Linked DNA regions of Sus scrofa: region 2 is linked to region 1. A link is a contact called in public HiChIP or PLAC-seq data. All regions are on one chromosome and are shown on one strand. Each heading gives the region's core, a stretch centred on a gene start, on an enhancer-like site or on the middle of the called end of the contact. The rest is flanking DNA. Distances are from core to core; before and after follow the strand shown.

Region 1 (3,988 bases), core at 1,089-3,588:
CGCAGAGGGTAGTCTGAGAAGTTCAAGGTAGGGCCGTTCTTTCAACACATGGGTCTTCTGTGCCCTGATCCATTGCCAGAAAGATCCAGTGGGTTTTGACTACTTAATGGGCCAGTGCAATTCTTTTGCCTGTGCCTTCTGAGATTTTTATAATAGTAATATGCATTTTCCCAAGTTTCTATTTTCTTAACACTATTTTTTTTTTTTTTTTTTTTTGGTACTGGAGAGACACAATTGATTGAGATAGAAACTCATCTTAAAGAGATATATATTTGTTAATATTAATTTATTGGGGGGACGCCTTTGCGGTTAGGGTAAGGTGGAAGTGGGCAGGGACAGTCTTAGAAGGTTTTCCAGCTCGAAACCTTTAAAATTGTCACCTCACAAGGAAAAATATCTCAGTGGGGGACTAAGTCTGTGTTGTATCTATATATTACTTCCTATGACTTAAACTTCATGTTCCATTTTGTCCAAAAAATGAGTCACATTGTCCTCTTCATCACAGTAGCTGTGGTAGGTAGGATGTTGTAGTATAATATTTTTTTGTAAATAGATCAAAAAATAATCCACACCTTTATTTGCATCATTCGGACAAGTATCCTCAAAGGACTAGGTACCCTTATTGAAAGAACACTGGACAAGGAAACTGTATATTAGAAACAGTTTGAACAGAGAGGACATTCATGCATCAGTTTTCCAACAACACGTAACATCAAAGGACATCATGTGAGTCAAAATGTGAAGTTAAGACTTGCTTTCGTTAAGAGAGGAATCAATGATGGATTAGGTTCGTTGGATTCTACATGGAAAATGCTACTTTGATGGACAGAGTTGTGTTTCTTTTTTCCCCCTGTCTAGTTCTCCTTTCTTATAAAGCAAATCCTTTGGATATATCTTTTGAGGGCAAGATGCTATATTCAATTACATCTACAATATACAGTTAGCCATCTTCTCTAGGCAGTTGGTTATGTACTTTCTCACTCCTATTCCTGGTATAGAAGTGACTGCTTTACACATCATATGTATTATAATATAGGGTTTCCATGAACAGTGCTATTCCCACATATACCTACAAAATGTACATCTTAATGCACATGTTAAGGTTCCTAGCAAATCTGTATTTCTCAGTGGTATTTCAAATCAGAGAAGACTTCATTTAAATACACCGTATGTATTAAAAACACCATATGACCAGGTGAAGAATCCTGCAAGTTAAGAGAGTACCTACATACAACAAACAAACAAAAAACTTCTGCACAAACATAGCTAAGCCAGGGCTTCCAGCAAGTGAAATGGCTCAGGAGGTTGTGGGGAGAAAGGGGTGATCAAACTAGCAGCGGCTAGTACATCTGGTAGGTTCCCAGTTGAGACACCTGGTATATTAAAAAAGCAAAACAAAACAAGACGAAATGCATACTCACTTGTTCCATGAATAATAGTCTCAAAGAACTCTGATAGTTATTATGTAATTTGTTAAACTCTACTATAAAAAAAGGCAACTGAGTCTCCCACAAATTTGAAAAAAAAAAACCTGAATGGTAGGAAGATCCAAAATGCTATGGAGAGACCACAACATGTAGAATTTCAGGGAACTTAGGGAGTTTGGGGGGGTTGATGGTGGTCGAGGGGAGCAATGTGATGTCATGGTGAAGGGTATGGATGCGCTGGGGGTGGAAGTGGATACACGAGTTAGAGACTAAATGTAGACAGGTAACCCCTTCTGGACATTTAACATTTTCTTTATCACTGACCTTCATGTTTGTAGAATTTACTGGACTGCTCTTGGGTTATATTAGTATTAATTTTTCTGTCTGTATATATTGACCCCACATGTCTTGGCTCACCTTGATACAGGTGGGTTGCACAAAGGTGTATAAAAAAAGGAAGCCCAGCCACCTCTTCTTACCCCGTTAAGCCACTTCACTCGGCAAGATAGATTTTTCAGCCACACACAACCTTTCTGTGACGGTAGACAAAGCTGCAGCCTAAGAAGGAATCCTACTGGGAGTTGTTTATTTTTTATTTTTTATTTTTCTTAAGGGCCCATTTGTGGCATATGGAGGTTCCTAAGCTAGGGGTCAAATTGGAGCTGCAGCTTACGCCACAGCCACAGATCTGAGCCACATCTGCAACTTACACAACAGTTTGCAGCAACACCAGATCTTTAACCCACTGAGTGAGGTCAGGGATTGAATCCGCATCCTTACAGACACTATGTGGGATTCTTAACCTGCTGAGACACAATGGGAACTCCAGAAGATTTTTTCAAAAGCAACAGTTGGCCAGAGCTGTCTCTTTAGGCCTCCTCTGCTTTTCCTTAGGGCAGAGAGATGCTGGGTGTGTGTAGTACACCATTTTCCTTCTGAGGCTATTGCCTATAATTTATTTAGTTCATCTATGAGTCAAGTCATCCCCAGAAACCTGGGAACCATCCAACATAAGCAAACAATTCATTATCACAGGAATGATTTCAAGATTAAATAAGTATGAGTATAGTTATTTAAATACTTCATTACAACACAAGTCAGAATTCTGTTTTAAAACTTAAAGCGAGTGAGGTGATCCAAGTACACAGGAAAGTAAGCAGACCAAGAAACACTGGTTTCAACAAGTTACTTTTAGATCAGCTGTGGAGTATTCTGCATTGGGTAACAAAAAGCACGACTACCGACCTTGAACTAGCACATGATACCATGAAATCTAACAAGTGTCATCTCAGAGGCAAATGCTGACATTAAAGATAGGCACACACATTCCTTCAGAGTGGATTCACGCCACTTTAAATGTCATCGCCACATCTCAGTCATCAGTAGCCAGCCAGACTTTTCAATCTTCAAATTTTGTCTTCAGCATTTCAAAGAGGCTTCCAACTTATATGCAACTGAAGTTCCAATGCAGATAAAAATAATTGTTAAATGGCTAACTTTTGGGAGAGGCATTTTTATCATTTGGAAACACATGAACACATACACACACATTTATTATACTTATCTAAGTAACAGGCTTCCATATAAATCACTGTTATTCTGTGAAACTGCGAATCTATTGTTCATGGGTCATTTCATTCCATTAGCACCAATAGTTTGTACAATTTTGCTCTCCACGTCTTGCATAAGATGTTTCAATATGCTTTTTTTGAAAAACTAGGAAGTTTAATATAAGTATACATACCTGAATACTATAATTAGTTAATTTTCACGAACGCATGTGATTTCAAAAAGAACAAGGTGGTCTTGGTTAGTTTCTGATTTTTAATTTACCATATTAATTTTTCATTGAAGTAAAATGACCATTATCCTATTAAAATGTAACATCAGAAAAATAAAGAGTGGTTATTAAAAAATTTACCACCCTCTTGGGGAAGAGAAGAGATAATACTTGAACAGGGAACTCTTTTTTTTTTTTTTTTAAGAAAATTATCTGGTTTCAAAATTTTAGCTTAGATTGAATTTATCTTTGTAAAGTTGCTTTTATGTTGCATACATTCTTTCAAATATAATTCTGAGGCAGTGTGCACAGGTTCCGCCTTTTGTAACTGAGCAGGACCCTTTGAGGATTTCTTGGTGTGGGCCTTTCCCCAATATCCTCTGCTTTAGCTCCTGTATCTTAGCTTAGCTCATGTATCTTTGTTGGAGGTTTACAGGAACATCATGACCTGACCTCTGTGGGCAGCTACAAAAACAAAGGATTTTTGCAGCAACCAACCATGCTCCTTCCTCACTTTGCCTTTAAAAACGCTTTGCAATTTTGGTTCAGGGAGTTTGGGATATTTTGGGGGCATGAGCCACTTGTCTCCTTGCATGGCCATGCAATAAACCTTTTTCTGCTACAAACTCCGATATTTTGATTTGCTTTGGCCACACGTGAATGGGGCACATGGACTTTCACTAACAATTTGGTCTGAGACCAGTATGCATTGTAAGCAGTCAGTGGGTTGTTAAATATTTTGAGTATCACTTCTGTATATACTAATAGAATGTTTCTAAGG
Region 2 (3,975 bases), core at 1,261-3,760, 220 kb after region 1:
CTAAACAGAGATGCTGAAAAAAAGAAGAACCTGGAGTTAGCAATAGAAGAGGAAAAAGAAAAACATAGAAATATGGAATCATGTGAATGTGCTTCTACCTTTTGGTGCTCACGGGCTCCAAAGAAAATGAAACTTTCAAACACAGCCAGCTTTAGATCTGACTGATTTAGACATCTCTCAAGGATCCATGTTCTAGTTTTGAGGCAGGATGGCACAGCCGAACTTAAAGATGCATTCTTTCAGTTGCATTTTTTTCTCATTCTGAAAGCATGGAGTATCTTTTGATCTTATGGCTTCTTTGCTATTTTGAATATGGAAACTAATATCTATTTGAAATGAGCACAGTGGAAGGAAGTTGAGAAATAGATCAGGGAAGAGTTAGACAAAAAGCAGGGAGCCACTCATTTTGTTCCACTTTGAGAATTCATACTCTGAGAAGTCTGCTAGGCAGTTTCCACATAAACAGTTTACCAGTTTAAAAGCTTCTATTCTACATTTTCTTTTCTTTTTAGGGCTGCACCTGGGGCATATGGAAGTTCCCAGGCTAGGGGTTCAATCAGAGCTGCAGATGCCAGCCTACATGACAGCTACAGCAACAACAGATCCAAGACACATCTGCCATGCCAGGGCCTCACCCACTGAGTGAGGCCAAGGATTGAACCCACATCCTCAAGGACGTGAAGTCAGGTTCTCAACCTGCTAAGCCACAACAGGAACTCTTCTACTTTTTAATGATAGAAATATGTGTAGAAATTGATCAATACAAAATTTCCATGGGACACTTTGGCAATACTCATGAGAATTAAACATGATTTACTCCCTAATTTCCATTTCTATGAATTTACTCTTTAGACACCTGTGACTATGTACACAAAAAATTATCTATGCACAATGATAGCCATTTTTTTAAATTAGTGAAAGAAGGGAAAGAGGTTATTTTTCTTTTAAAAGGCCCAGTAAAATAAATCACAATATGTTCCTGCATTGGAATATTATGTAGCCATAAAATTTTTAAAAATAGAAATATCAGGAGTTCCCGTCGTGGCGCATCAGAAATGAATCTGTCTAGGAACCATGAGGTTGTGGGTTCGATCCCTGGCCTTGCTCAGTGCTTTAAGGATCTGGAGTTGCTGTGAGCTGTGGTGTAGGTCACAGACATGGCTCGGATCTGATGTTGCTGTGCCGGTGGCGTAGGCCGGCAGCTATAGCTCTGACTGGACCTCTAGCCTGGGAACCTCTATATGCCATGGGTTTGGCCCTAAAAAGCAAGGAAATAAAAAAAAGAAACATCAAAATGTTAAATAAAGCAGTCTGAAAAACAAGGTCGTCGTATGCTTCCACTCCATGTAAAAACAAGAAGAGGGTGTACATACATACCCTTCCAAAGAGTTTATTTTCTAATTTTACTAAGATATACCTGATAAGTAACACTGCATAAGTTTAATAACAGGAGTTCCCGTCATGGCTCAGTGGTTACTGAATCCAACTAGGAACCATGAGGTTGCGGGTTCAATCCCTGGCCTTGCTCAGTGGGTTAAGGATCCGGCATTGTCATGAGCTGTGGTGTAAATTGCAGACACGGCTCGGATCCCGCATTGCTGTGGCTCTAGTGTAGGCTGGCGGCTACAACTCTGATTCGACCCCTAGCCTGGAAACCTCCATATGCCCCGGGAGCAGCCCAAGAAAATGGCAGAAAGACAAAAAAAAAAAAAAAAAAAAAAAAGTTTAATAATGTTGCATACTGATTTGATGCATTTCTATACTGAGAAACCATCACTACAATGAGTCTAATTAACATCCATCACCTCACAGGTGCAATTTTTTTCTTGTGATGATAACGTTTAATGAACTGCTCTCTTAGTAACTGTCGAAGACACAACACAGTTTTGTTGACCACAGTCCCATGCGATATGTGACATTCCCAGGATATGTGTATCTTATAACTGGAAGTTTGTGTCTCTTGACCACCTTCACCCATCTCTCCCCTCCCCCTTCTGTATAATTTAACAAATAAAACAAAGTGCACTAGGGTGGAGGTAGGAGATTTCAATTTCACTATTTGCCCTTTTATAATACGGTAGTTCAAAAATTGTGCATGTATTACATATTACCTTTTCAAAAAACAGAAAATATTCCATTGAGAATACAGAAAGGTTTTGTGCTCTCCCTTAGTTCCTGGTGTGCCATGAACCCCCCTCCCCAACAAAAGTTCACATTATTATCTGACAGGAAAAGATCACCCCATATCTGGCACAGGGCATTTCATGTGCCCAGGAAGAAAGTCAGTGAGAGAGGAAATTGCTGTTCTAAGTGGAAGAGTGAGGTCGCCGTGTCTGGCACACACATAGGCAAGGCCCCGAGGCTCGGCTCCTGCACAGGGAGGGCACATATCCCTGCCGTAAGCATCATTTCCGAGCCTCGATTTGGGAGCACTGCATGTTCCATGAACCAGATTTCACATCTCTTACCCTCGTGCAGACTTTCTGGAAGGGAGCTGGAAGGATTCCCTGCTCTCAGCCTCAGGCCCCACCAGCAGGTGGCTGCTTGCCATGCAAGCTGAGACGCTCTCTGCCTGTGTGTTGGTTCACGGGTTCGTTTGCTGCCTGCTTCAAAAAAACCACCCTCTAACTGAATAGTGAGAACATGCTCTGGCTTAGAGAGGTTGAATTTTACTCAAGGTCACACCAAATGGTATGGGGAGGGAGCCAGGGCCAGGCAATCTGCCATCTCAGGTCTGACCCAGCCCAGCCACTTCCTGTCACCTCCTTGCTTCACCTCTCTGTATTGGTGTTTCATCATCTGCAGAGCAGGCATACTGATCATTCTTCCAACAAGGCTGTTAGGAGGACTGGTTGAGCCCATAAACTAAGAACAGTGGCTGGCAGCGACCAAGCACGTTATAAAGCTCAGCTATTTTTAGTAGTTACAGTGCTGCCTTGGGAGGCAGCGTGAGTGACCACTATCTCAGTTTACTGATTTGAAAGCTGAGGCTCAAGGGCTGTTTGTCCAAATTCACACCACTAAATCAAGACTTGGCTTGTAAGCTGTGGTTGGAGGACTGTCACTGAGCAAGCACGTGGCCTCTATTTTCCTGTCAGTGAAACGGAGCCTTTGCCTCCTTATGTGAATGCAGAGGCTCTGACTATAGCAAGCAGAGATGGGCCCAGAAACAAAAATCTCCCAATTTTGCCTCTAAAAAGGACAACAGTGAAATCAAGACTGCATTGCTTCTTTCCTTCCTTCCTCCCTCCCTCTTTCCTTCCTTCCCTCCTTTTTCCTTTCTTTCTTTCTTTGCTGCACCTACAGCATATGGAAGTTCCTGGGCTACAAGTCAAATTGGAGCTGCAGCTGCAAGCCTATTGCCACAGCCACAACAAGGCCAGAACCAAGCTAAATATGTGACCTACACTGCAGCAACACCAGATCCTCAACCCCCTGAGCGAGGCCAGGGGTGGAACCTGCGTCGTCATGGACACCAGTTGGATTCTGAACCCACTGAGTCACAATGGAAACTCCATGTCGGCCCCCTTCTGCAGTCCCATTTTATCCCCAAGGAAAGCAAGAGCGGCATCTGCTTTGTTATTCATTTGTTTTCTTGTCTAAAATGATAGTCGGCAGCAGTTCTGGCCAGGTCACCCTTACTGTGGAATAATGCGCTGCTTGGAGCAGCCTTACTTATTTGTCATCACAGAAAAATAAAAGTGCACTTTGCTTCACACTTAACAGTCACATATTTGGCAGACTAAGTGGATGGCATATGACAGGTGAGTGAATTGACTTTCCCCAGGTAAGGACGGGCAAAGCCAGCCTCTTTCACCCAAGACCTGCTAGTGGAGCACGGGCATTTTACTGGAAGCCGCCTTGTCTGTTTGTGTGCCTGTTGTTTTAACGATATCGATTGTTAAGACAATGATGGGTCAGGAGATGCAAGAATAGTCATTAGCTGCAGCCACCCTCATGAGCTGTAATAGAGCT

What was found. HiChIP or PLAC-seq counts read pairs in DNA pulled down with a chosen protein or histone mark.
Region 2: a contact with region 1 is called in an H3K27ac HiChIP or PLAC-seq map of skeletal muscle. The contact joins two enhancer-like sites. A contact is called at or near these places in 2 of 47 Hi-C or Micro-C datasets (both in embryonic fibroblasts) and 1 of 2 datasets of contacts at active chromatin or transcription factors (skeletal muscle).

The regions. Positions count from the first base shown.
Region 1 is chr13:8,329,488-8,333,475 of Sscrofa11.1, forward strand. All of the region lies in intron 3 of ZNF385D (zinc finger protein 385D), which reads right to left. Among named protein-coding and RNA genes, the nearest start is that of ZNF385D, 880 kb to the right of the region's middle. Within about 2 kb of position 2,339, at least 3 of the 83 cell types and tissues checked have an H3K27ac peak or open chromatin away from gene starts, as enhancers often do. A contact at or near this core is called in skeletal muscle, where this site is marked.
Region 2 is chr13:8,552,706-8,556,680 of Sscrofa11.1, forward strand. All of the region lies in intron 2 of ZNF385D (zinc finger protein 385D), which reads right to left. Among named protein-coding and RNA genes, the nearest start is that of ZNF385D, 660 kb to the right of the region's middle. Within about 2 kb of position 2,511, at least 17 of the 83 cell types and tissues checked have an H3K27ac peak or open chromatin away from gene starts, as enhancers often do. A contact at or near this core is called in skeletal muscle, where this site is marked.